Regions from separate parts of the Mus musculus genome. Here region 1 is linked to region 2. A link is a contact called in public promoter capture Hi-C data. All regions are on one chromosome and are shown on one strand. The core of a region is the stretch at or near the end of the contact, and the rest is flanking DNA. Distances in the headings are between cores, read along the strand shown.

What was found. Promoter capture Hi-C pulls out the DNA fragments that hold promoters and counts their contacts.
Region 1: a contact with region 2 is called in a promoter capture Hi-C map of pre-B cells, with 2.4 times the contacts expected there. The contact joins the promoter of Nudt2 here to the promoter of Ndufb6 in region 2. A contact is called at or near these places in 2 of 39 promoter capture datasets (erythroid cells and pre-B cells), 1 of 484 Hi-C or Micro-C datasets (CD8 T cells) and 1 of 9 other capture datasets (liver).

What each region holds. Positions count from the first base shown.
Region 1 is chr4:41,461,079-41,467,313 of GRCm38.p6, forward strand. It overlaps Nudt2 (nudix (nucleoside diphosphate linked moiety X)-type motif 2), which reads left to right and starts at 4,070. Exons shown (of 3, transcript NM_025539.2): 1 at 4,070-4,102. Kif24 (kinesin family member 24) reads right to left here and starts at 3,770. Exons shown (of 13, transcript NM_024241.2): 1 at 3,632-3,770.
Region 2 is chr4:40,276,166-40,282,398 of GRCm38.p6, forward strand. It overlaps Ndufb6 (NADH:ubiquinone oxidoreductase subunit B6), which reads right to left and starts at 3,256. Exons shown (of 4, transcript NM_001033305.3): 1 at 2,993-3,256; 2 at 1,488-1,580. The coding sequence starts at 3,172.

The sequences.
Region 1 (6,235 bases), core at 2,820-5,319, 1.2 Mb after region 2:
GAGCCCAGCCATCTCAAGTCAACACAGGTCTACTATTCTCTAAATAGGGTTAGTATTGGGACAGGTAATAACCAATGTTGGGTTTAAATACAGTAGCTTATTTTTAAAATTTTAGTCTAGTTCAATCTCAGGAAGTTGTTAAAGATTTTTTTGCCAGTTTGCAGCCATAAAACCATGCCAACAAACCATCTCTCATGTGTTTACCTAGAAAATAATGGCTATGATCAGTCTTTATAGATTTCCAAGCTGGCCGCGCAGTGATGGCACATGCACTCAAGAGGCAGAGGCAAATGGATCTCTGAGTTTGAGGCAAGCCTGGTCTACAACTTGAGTTCTAGGACAGCCAGAGCTACACAGAGAAAACCTGTCTTGAAAAGTCAAAAATAAACAAACAAATAAATCTCCAAGCTCATATGATTTCAGTCAGGGTCAAACCACTTTGGAAACAGTTGTCTCTATGGAATCAAGCATTACCCACAAAGGAATGATGTTGAGAAAGCAATGACTTAAAAATAACCTCAGTCAGGAATGGTAGTGCACACCTTTAGTTCCAGCAGAGGAGGTACAGGTGGGCAGATCTCTGTCAAGGCCAGTCTACATTGTGGGGGAGAGTGGGGAGAGACAGAGTTAGTTTTACGACAGGGTCTTATGTAGCCCTGATAGCCTGGAACTCACTATATAGACCAAATTGGCTTTGAACACACAGAGATCCATCTGCCTCTGTCTCTGGAGTGCTGGGATTAAAGGTATACACTACCACATTCCCAGCCTCGTTTAACAAAACTTGTTAAGGACCTACAGTACACAAAGTTTGAACAAATTTGCTAAGTCTACATGGAGAGACTAGGTTAACAGATCATAGACACTAGATGAGGTCGAGATATGAGAAAAGTTCAACCCTTCATTACACAAATAACAAAACAGCAACCTATCATCAGCTCTTGTTACACCATGCCTGCCTGGATGCTGCCATGCTCCTCCTGCCTTGATGATGCTGGACTGAATCTCTGAACCTATAAGCCAGCCCCAATTAAGAGTTTTGCTTTTAAGAGTGGCCTTGGTCATGGTATCTGCTCACAGCAGTGACACCCTAACTAAGACACTAGTGGTCAGCTTGCTTTCTCCACTCTTATACTGTCCAGAATTGCCTGTCTAGGAAATGGTGTCATCCACAGTGAGCAGGTCTCTGAACTATGAATTTCATATAAGAAAGAATAATCAGCAATAACACTGTGACTATATAGGCCGTAAGTCAATAATGAAATAGTCTTGGAAATGCAACAGGATTCTGGATACCTGATGAATGGACAGAGGCTGCATTGTTAATATTTTCTGAAGAGAGTGATCACAGAATTCTCTCTGTAGAATATAAATGCAAAGAAAAGAAATGTTTTAAAGGCAGGCAAGAGGGCTTGACCCATGAAGGCCCTTTCTGCCAAGCCTGAGTAAGCCTGGAGGAAAGGCCTACTCCCCAAAAGCCACCCTCTGTTCATACAGACACACAGCAAGCAAAACAAGTAATAAAAGGCTTAGACATTTTTTTCAAAGTGAGTATGTTGGTTTATATTTATAATTGCAGCACTCAAGAAGCTGAAACAGGATATTGCATGTTCCAGGACAGTCTGGACTACAGTCTAAAATGCTAGCCCCAAAAAAAGTTTTTAAAAAAATGGGAGCTGGAGAGATGGCTTAGCACTTAAGAGCGTTAGCTGTTCTTTCAAAGGACCAGGGTTCTACTCCCAGCACCCACATGGAGTCTCACAACTGTCTATAACTACAGCTGTAGAGAATCCAACACCCTCTTTTGGTTTCCTTCATACTGCACACATACAAGGTACACAAACATACAGGCAAAACATTCATACACATTGTCTTAGTCAGGGTTTCTATTCCTGCACAAAACATCATGACCAAGAAGCAAGTTGGGGAGGGAAGGGTTTATTCAGCTTGCTTACACTTTCCACACTGCTGTACATCACCAAGGGAAGTCAGGACCAGAACTCAAGCAGGTCAGGAAGCAGGAGCTGATGCAGAGGCCATGGAGGGATGTTCTTTACTGGCTTGCTTCCCCTGGCTTGCTCAGCTTGCTCTCTTATAGAACCAAGACTGCCAGCCCAGAGATGGCACCACCCACAAGGGGCCCTCCCCCCTTGATAACCAATTCAGGAAATGCCGTACAGCTGGATCTCATGGAGGCATTTCCTCAACTGAAGCTCCTTTCTCAGTGATAACTCGCGCCTGTGTCAAGTTGACACACAAAACTAGCCAGTACACAAATAAAATTAAACAAACAAACCAACCAACCAACCAACCAACCACCTGAAATAAAGGTCAAGGAAATGGCTTGGTAGGTAAATGCACATAACCTATAATAAGCCTAATGGTTCAAATTCAATGCCTAGAACCCACATAAAAGGTCACATGTGGTACTGCACATGTGTAACCCTAGCACTCCTAGGGAGAAGTAAGTGTGTGTGTGTGTGTGTAAGATAGAAATATCCTGGAGTATGCACTGCAGCAGCAGAAACAAGCTGCTTAAAAAACATGGAAAATGAGAACCAGTTCCTCAAAGTTGTCCTCTGACCTTCACTTGAGTGCTCACACACACACATACATACACACACACACATATACATATACACACACACATACACACACACTGTTAAGTGAAAAAAACTCAAAGTCAAATAATTGATTTCAGTTTCCAAAGCACAGATAAAATGTTACGATAGTTGGTGGTCAGTAAACAACAAGAGGAAATCCTCGGGCATATAAGGACAGAATGGCCTGTTATAAGCAAATACATTTAGGGGTTTGAGAAGAGGTACTTGTAGGCCAGACTACAATGTGGAGAGAGCACGTCTCTCTGATTGAGAACTTTGTCTCAAAACCAACCAACAAACAAAAGCCACACAAACAAAAACTTAAAAAAAGAAAAGCAGTAAATAATGAAGTAATGTATGTATGCTAGCGGTCAGCTTGCTTTCTCCACTCTATTACTGCTCAGAATTCCCTGCCTTGGGAATGTTGCCACCCACACTGAGCAGGTCTTCCTGCCCCCAACGTGGGAACGCCAACGCTGAATTTTCTGTCTCTTGTATATGAGATTAGGGTGTCCTCTCTCTTCCACCTGCCCCCAAATCGACTTTGAATGGGACAAGGCAGAAAGATAACTGAATCTATTTGTAGTGAGTGAAAGCCAACTGAACAAATATTTCCTTAAAAAAACAAAACAAACAAACAAAAAACTAATATGCGTAAGACGCTGTGGAAAGGCTTGTCTTATCTCAGAGGTCAAAATTATATGAGAAAAAAGGAGAATGAGGTTTGCGGAAGTTCACAAAACAACCGAAAGTCCAATCGAAGCGCTCTGAAGAGCGTGTCTCAAAGGCAAGAGGCCTTTGGGGTACTCAGAAAAGCCTCAAAGCTGGTGGTGGTCGAGGTAATTGCTGAAGAGGCGGTAGACAGGGAGATGAAACGTGAGAGAGCGCGAGAACCCTCGAAGAACCCGAGAAGCCAAGTTCTAGTTACCCCGCAAATACCGGTCTCGGCTCGCGCCGCTCGCAGACAGGAGCACCCGCTCCCGCGCAGGCGCAGAGCCTGGGCTCAAGCTAAAGCCACCGTTTCTCACCTCAGGGCAATCCCGGCTCCTCCTCAGTCAGTTTTCAGGGAGGACCGAAGAAATAGTGCGGTGAGGAGAAAGCCCTAAGGCCGGGCTAGCAGAGCGTCCGGTCAACCCGCCTTAGGTGTCCGCCAGGCCACATCCCCATGGCAACGCCACAAGCGCCAGTTCGAACGCGCGCGCCGACGCCCGCCCGCCCGCGGTCCCGCAGCACCGACCAATGGTCATTCACAGAGCCTGTCACCTCTCCTCTAAAAGGCCAATCAGAAATCAGAAGGGGAAGGGGGCGGTTCATTCTCCACCAATGGTTCAGCTTGAGGCAGATCTCGCGACGGTCCCAGCCAAAAAACCACGCCTCAGGGGCGGGTGGAAGCGCCTGATGCCCAATTCTGTGGCTCGTCTGAAGTGCAGCCGGGCTCTTCTGATTGGCTGGCGCGCTACGTCTCCGTTCGAGGACCGCCTCCTGCCTCTGGGCTACGGGTGAGTGCTGTGGGGCTGGGGGGCGTGGGGAGTGTCGCGGGCTCCTGACCTGTTGCTGCGGGGACGGAGCTGGCAGTGAGGCGCGTGTAGGCCAGGCCCCATCCACTCGCGGGACCTCGGTTTATCTCTGTGCACCAGAGAGGACTAGGTTCAGTGGTGAGGGCGTGGGTCGGAAGAATCCCAGAGGCAGAGAGATTCACCTTTGGGACTTAGCGGGCCAATCATATCTTCTCCCTAGGCTTGCTTTGTAGTTATCGATTAAACCCTGCCTGCATTCCAAAAGATCTTACGTTTGGTAAAAATTATTACTTGTGTGTGTGTGTGTGTGTGTCTGTGTCTGTCTATGCGCGCCACGTGCGTGCAGATGCTCTCAGAATCCAGAAGGCGTCGGATCCCAGGAGCTGGAGTTAAACGTTGTGTGGGCCACCTGGTATAGGTTCCGGGGAACCGAACCCCAATCTTTTGGAAGAGTGACAGGTGCTCTTTAGCCCCCAGAGATAGAAAGTCACAAGATTCCCGTCTTAAGAAAAAAAGGCGAAACAGCTTAAATCGAGAAGAGTCAAGTTGCCAATGCAGAAATGTTCTAATGTCCAGTGGCAATTAAGCTTAATGATGTTAGAAATTGGACGTGTCTGCATTTGATTAACTACTCAAAAATATTTCTGAACCATAGTTTTATTTTTTTTTTCCTTTTGTGAAAAATAATAGTAATGCTTCAACGGGTTGCAAAGACTATTGGGAAAAAATGCTTGGCCAGGCCTAGCCTCTCAGGTCAAAAAGGAACCACCAGCATAGTAGGAACAAATCCAGTAGCCAGCATGTGTGCAGCTTCATATGTACTTTAATGGAGTGCTCGTTTTTAGCTCAAAAATGAGCGATTCGGGGGCCTGGAGAGATGGTTCAGTGGTTAAGAGCCCTTAACCTCTCTTCCAGAGAAATTTGAGTTCATTTCCCAGCATCCATGCCAAGTGGCTCACAGTAGCCTCCCAACTCCTGCTCCAGGGCATCCATGGCCCTCTTCTGGACTCTTCAGGCACCCACATACCACACACAACTGGCAGACACACAAGACATAAACAAAAGTAAATCACTAATCAGTTAAAGAATAAATGTAATTCTTACTAATAAGGAAATACAGTATTCAAAAGAGAAAATTGACAATATATTAAAGGGAATTAATCTTGTTGATCTTTAAAAATTACTAATACTTAGTGTGAACACTGTTTATCAGCTGTTTCCTGAAAAATATAAAAATGATAGTGCATGTCTTTATTCCTAACAGAGGCTGGAGGATCTCTGAGTTCCAGGAGAGACAGGACTATGACACAGAGGTGGGGAAATTCTTGATTCAACTATTAGAAAGAGTTGACTGCCAGTATAATACAGAGAAGCATTCAGGTGGCCTATTATAATACAAGATAAGAGTGACTGGCATGTATTCATGTCTGTCTACACATACTTTAAACTCTCAACAATGAGAAATACACGTTAGAGTCACTTTACAAATGAGGACCTGTCTTTCAGGTAACAACCTGACCTGAGTGGCTAAGTTTCTTTCACAGCAGTGTCAGGTATACTTTTCTATCTTGTACTGTTTTGAACTGAAAGAGGGTGAAAATATTTGGAATACCAGATAGGAAAGGGGGTGATTAGACAGGTAAATGCACCCAAATTCAGGGAAAGTGGCTCGTCTTAGTCAGGGTTACAACATCTGTGAGGAAACTGACCCAGAGCAACTTGAGGAAGAAAGGGTTTGTTTGGCTTACTCATCCTTATCACTGTTCGTTGTCAGAAGGAATCTGGAGACAGGAGCTGATGCAGGGACTGTGAAGGCGTGCTGCTTACTGGCTTGCTCCTTGTGGCTGCTCTGCCTGCTTTCTTATAGAGCCCAGGACCCTGAGTGCAGGGATGGCCCCACCCACAGTGGGCCATCCACATCAATCACTAAGAAAATGCCCTATAGGTTTGCCTACAGCCCAGTCTCATAGAAGCATTTTCTAAACTTGAGGCCCCCTCTGTTGGAGACCATACCGTGAGAAAGTAAGCCTTTCGCAGTTTCCCACCCTAATAAGTCAAATGGCCTTGTGTTAGGAGCCGGTCACCTCCTCCTCCCTATCCCTTCCTGGCACCTAG
Region 2 (6,233 bases), core at 2,006-4,505:
ACAATAAAGAGGACATACTAGGCATTCCATTCTTATTGCTCAAAGACTCTACTGTGGGCCAGGGAGATGGTTCACAGGACAAAGGCTTGCTGCTAAGCCTAACAGTTTGATCCCTGGAGACCACAGGGTAAAAGTACAGAACCCAAGTTCTTCAAGCTGTCTTTTGGCATTCTTTAACCTTCTTGACCTTAACACTTTTGAAGGTAGCAAGCCAATAACCCTGCTCCAATGGAACGTTTCTTCCAGTGGGCTTGCTTCATGATTCCTTGTGACTGCATTCCGTTTATGCAGTGGGCAGGAACATCAAGAAGCTGAGGCTGCTGTCCTCTTGCTGCATCTATCAAGCAGCACAGTTTCTGTCTGCCTCATGGCTGACCACACTGAGATGCTGCCTGCTGGACTGTAACTTAGAGAGAGCCCTGTTTCCAGGCCTTCTTAATGGACAGACTTAGTGACCATGCATTCAAACACACGCCCACATTCACATTCGTGGTTATTTCTCCATCTACCTATGAATACACAGTAATAACTATGAGTTCATACAAACACTTCCAATTCTAACTCCATTCTCCAAGGTGTTCCCCTGTTCATGTAAATAACTCCATTCGATCAGTGCACTTATTCGATCAAGCTCCTCCCATCTAACAAATGTCCTGTCACCATCACCACACCTTGTGATGTTGAACCTCCTCACCTTATTTGGGTTCTGATGTCTTACTCCACCTCAGGTTCCTTACTTGACTCCCTTCTCGAATTCCAGTATCCTATCCCAGGTTGCTGGCACTAAGGCTCCCCAAATGGACGTGCTCAGCCTACTCTAGCAACTCTCACTGGACACAGAACACCCCATTTACACTATCTGAGTTCCAACACTCCACACTACTGTTCCCCTTCCATGATGTCGCAGAAACCACATGCCCTTCTCCTACTGCCTAGGATCCAATAGAGCGGAACAACCACACTGTGCTGTCCCTTGTCTTTAAACCACGGCAAGGGGCTTTAGTCAACCCATGCAAGATCTTCCCATGAAAAAGTTTGTGGTTTTTGGATACCCTAGATTGTAAAGGAAGAGAATTACGAAAAATCAGATAAGGACAAGGAAAGGGAACTGAGACATGGCAGACTTGTTGGAACGTTACCACATAACGGACTGGTCTAAAGAAGCAGCAGAAGTCATCTTTATACCTGCTCAGGACTCCAGGGTTAGATAGACATGCTGACCATTTAAACACTACTTCAAGGAAATGCATTGCAAAAGGTATAAGCTAGTGTAAGAGTAATTTTTTGATTTCTAAGTTTTGAAACTACTTGTATATAAGAGTACTCAGAATTCAACTAAACCTTTACCCACCCACCCCCAAAAATTCAAAGAACTTTAAAATCAGCTTAGCATGGCATATTATTTTCTGAGTATAGCACAGCCACAGGAAATTATTGGATAATATTAAAAATAAGTTCTGGACAGCATACATTTAAAGTATACTTACAGCCATATGATATTTGACATAATAGTGAACAAACCACATAGGTATAAGCACATGAGAAACAGCGAAGAGACTGGAGCGGTACGCCTTAAAGACCTGCGGGGGAAACACATACAAAATAAGCAAACATCCGCTCTTTACAGTTTTATTTTTTAGATTTATTTACTTTATGCATGTAAGTGTTCTGTCTGCATATATGTATGTGTACCAGGAGTATGCCTGGCGCCCTCAGAGCTCAGACAGAAGAAAGCATCAGATGCCCTGGAACTAGAGTTACAGACAGTTTTGAGCCACCATGTGCATGCTGGGAACCAAAACTGGGTCCTCTGAAAGAGCCAAGTGGTCTGAAGCAGTCACCTCTCCAGCCTCACCCCACCCCTCACTTGAGACAGGGTCCCAAGCGTTAGCCAAGGCTGGCCCGCCTCCCTCTGCAGAGATCCTCGGCTATCCTCCTGCCTCAGCCTCTGGAGCTGCTGTGATTACCAACATGCGCTGCTTACTCTCCCTAGCATGAGCTACCTTATTTTTCAATGTGTGTGGAACAAAAACCAAACCAACTAACCAAACAAAAACATTCCACCACTACCAACTATGTGTGATAATTATTTTACAAATTTCTAAATGGAACATATTTCCTGACAGATTGGGGCTGACCTACCAATTTCAGTATTTTCACTAACTCTGAGGCTTCCTATAGAATATCCATAGATTCTAAGACAGAATAAGCACCATTCTGCAAGACATAAGGCATTGTTGTTCAAGAAACCAACCAACCAACCAAGACTTTGTACAACTACTACTTCTACTTCTACCACAATTACTGGAAGGAGCTGAAAGCAATTCCCACACAATGTTCGCTACTCATCATTGATGTGATTTAATAGCAGTCTCCAAGAAAATATCTGGAATCCTTACAATAAAAAGCAGTCCTTGAGTGAACGGTTTTTCTGCCTGGAGGTCATGGAATGCAATTTAAAAGTAACTAAAAGTGTGTTAAACGTACACAGTGATGCGTAGAAAGGGAGCTTTAGAGTCTGACAAAGCATACCAAATAGAACCCTGTCTTCTGTTGCGACCCCATGGGGCTGTACTATACCAGCTGGCCAGTCTCTGGCACCTCAACCCTACCCACCGCGTAAGTGTTCTCAAATACTGAAATCACAGCCTGTGATCTCAGTTAATTCTGACCAGTTTAACCCGAGAAAAGGTATCTACACTCGAAAGAACTGCATGTGCGGCGAGCGTCTTGTAAAACCTAAGACCCGACTTCTCAGTACACCTGACAGCCACCTGCTCCTGGACTCCAGACCCCAGCCCTGAACAATAGCGACCTGACAGCGTCTCCGCTAAACCTGAGCCCCTGGACTGATTGTCCCTTGGGGCCCTCCCGGGTATGCGGGCTCTGGACAGGGTTGGGCCTTGATGGAACTGAGAGGAGTGGGCTGGGAGGCTTGGCCAGGCTGCGACCCGGGGTGGGAACCCGGACACCCGTGTGGCTCATCACTCACCATGTTCTTCCACACGGCCCCGTCCCGCAAAAAGTTATCCCAGAATCGCTCCAGGGGCCACATCCTGCGCGGGGGCAACACGGGCTCCCGGGGACTCAGCTCCTGGTCCTTCAGCCATCGTCTCCTTAGCTCCCGCAGCTGCTGCAGCCGCAGCTTCTCATCCGGCGTGTACCCTGACATGTTGCCGACGAGCCTACACAGGACCGGTCACTGACCTGCCCCTCCCGCTCCGCAAAGCGACCTTGAGGCGCCTGGAAGCGGCGCGGAGTGATGACGCCACACCAGCCCCGCCTCTGGGGGCGGGCCGACTCCTTCGCGGAAAGCAGGCTCTGCTCATGCGCAAAGCCCTCTCTTGGACCCTGGGTTTTAACAACCTGGGTTAAGTATGAGCTCAGGAAGGTCCCTGAGTTAAGAACTAAGTGGGCGGTGTTGGAAAGTGTGAGAAGTCCTGGGGCTAGGGTTCAGAGAAAGAACTTGTAGGGGAGGGGACCGGAAGAACAAGGACGATGGTTTAGCGAACCTCTGCCTCGCCCCCTTGAATTCTCTTCTTGACCGAGAGACACTTGCGTCCGAATTTGGCTCCCACCTCTTTCGTAACCCGCTAAGTAATCTTGAGCGCCTATCTCGGTTTTCTTCCCTCTCTGTACTGCAGAAATAAAGAGCACCTTATTTGGGAGGCTTCCATAGGCTCGCTCACTCTTTGATTCTGCCGGCCCACTTTGTAAGACATCCCAAAGGTATGGCAGTAAAAATTTGTAGGGGTGTGCACGAATATTCGTCACAACACGATATGTAATAGCAAAACATTGAAAAATCACCTCCCAGATTTCAGAATAGAGGATTAGTGGGAAAGCTTATAGTACTGTAAAGCATTGGTATGCTACTGCCATAAATGAGCCTTCTATTCATAACTGGAGTAACTTCTACAATCTATTGATAAGTTAAAAAAATAAATAAGTAAATAAAACCAACTACACCAAGTATGCTACCTTTTATCCAAAAGCAGGGAGAGTAGTAGTGATACTAAATATATATACATGCTCTGAAAATTTTAGAGTAATAAATGAAAATAATTTTGTTATTTGTATTTGGTTTTGGAGACAAGATCTCATGTTGGCTTTGAAATTGCTATTTAGGGAGACTGGACTTAAACTCCGAATTCCCCTGCCTCCACTACTCATGAGCTAGATGAAGTACACCAGTATGCCCAACCTAACTACTGCTTCAAACACCACCACCAATATTATATAGGGAAGATAGGATAGACACAAAAGTAGGAACTAGGGAGTTTGGAGGTGGCTTAGCGGTTAAGAACACTTACTGCTCCGTCAGAAGACTGAATTAGGAGAATCTAGCTACATGGTGGGGCTTCTGGAACCTGAGTGTTCTCCAGCAGAGAAGAATATGATTTATAAGGCTCTCTCTAGCGAACCAGAACTGGGGAAGTTTCTAAGACCAGTAAGCAACTTGATTAGCAGGTTTCTCTGGTCAAAGATGAAAACATTTCAGCATCAGTAAGTATGAATTGAATGATTTTTAAAATATAAAACACGTCACACATAACCAAGTCAAAATACTTTATTAAAAAATCTCGTTTTTGATTTTTGGATGATTTTTTTAAAGATTTTATTTATTTTGTGTGTATGAGTACACTGTCGCTGTCTTCAGACACACCAGAAGAGGGCATTGGATCCCATTATAGATCATTGTGAGCCACCATGTGGTTCCTGGGATTTGAATTCAAGACCTCTGGAAGAGCAGTTGGGTGTTCTTAACCGCTGAGCCATCTCTCCAGCCATTGGATGGCCTTGAAAAACAACTTATCTTGAAATCTGGTAAGAAAAAAAAAATCATTTCTCATGTCAATTTGTACACTATGCCTTGTGGCCAGTTTCCCCCTCCCCTCTCTGCTTTCTCACCAACCATTGATCTGCTTTCCATCACTATTAAAGAGTCCGTGTTCTTGTAGAACTTTCTATAAATGGGATCACAGATTTAACTTGATTTTGTCCTGTTCCTGTTACTCAACATCACTATCCAGGGGTTGAGGTATGAGGAGAACTTAGTAGCATATTCTTTGTTGTTCCTGAATAATAACCTATTGCAGGTGTTATACCACAGTTTAAATATTTACCTGTTAACCAACAGATTAGTTTTTCCTTATTTTTGGAAACCGCAAGCCCAGTTGCTATGAACCATCTTTGTATGATGTCTAGAAATAGAACAGCTGTGGAATGTGTAGTGTATACTTACCTGTAAAAAAAATTCCAAATGCTTTTCTTAAAGGTCTATTATGACTGTATCCATAGTTTGTGAGAGACCCATTTATCCACCCATTATTTGATGTGGTAAGTCATTTTAATAGATAATTAGTGGTATTATAACTTTCATTGTTCCAACATCTGAAAACAACACTTGCTTTTCCATTAAAAAAAAAATCAGACATTTTTTCTAGTGTTCTGTACAAATTACATCTTAGAGTAACAAAAAACTTCTGGGGAAATTTTCTTCGACGAAGCATTTTAATACCAAACATAGGAAGAACTGGCAAGCCAAACTTCACCATCACACCACCCCTCCTTCCTCAGCTCCAAGAGGATCCCCACCACCACCAGGTCTTCCCACTCCCTGGGGCCTCAAATTTCTGGAGTGTTAGGCTGGTCTTCTCCCACTGAGGCCCGACCAGGTAGTTCTGGGCTGTAAATGTGTCAAGGCCTTCCACCAGCTCACGCACGCTGCCTGGTTGGTGGCTCAGTTTCTGATAGATCTCAGGGGTCCAGGTTAGTTGAGGCTGATGGTCTTCTTGTGGGGTCATCCTACTCTTCAGCTTCTTTCAGCTTTTCCCTAATTCAACCACAGGGGTCCCTGATTTCAATCCATTGGTTGGGTGTAAGTATCTGCATCTGTATCAGTCAGCAGCTTGTTGGGCCTCTCAGAGGGCATCCATGCTAGGTTCCTGTCTGTAAGCACACCATAACATCAGTAATAGTGTCAGACCTTGGAGCCTCCCCTTGAGCTAGATCCCAATTTGGGCCTGTCACTGAATGGCCTTTCTCTCAGTCTCTTCTCCATTTTTTTGTCCCTACAGTTCTTTGAGACAGGAACAATTTTGGGTCAAAATTTTTGACTGTGGGATGGTGTCTTAGGGTTTTACTGCTGTGAATAGATACCATGACCAAGGCAAGTCTTATAAATGACAACATTTAATTGGGGCTGGCTTACAGGTTCATAGGTTCAGTTC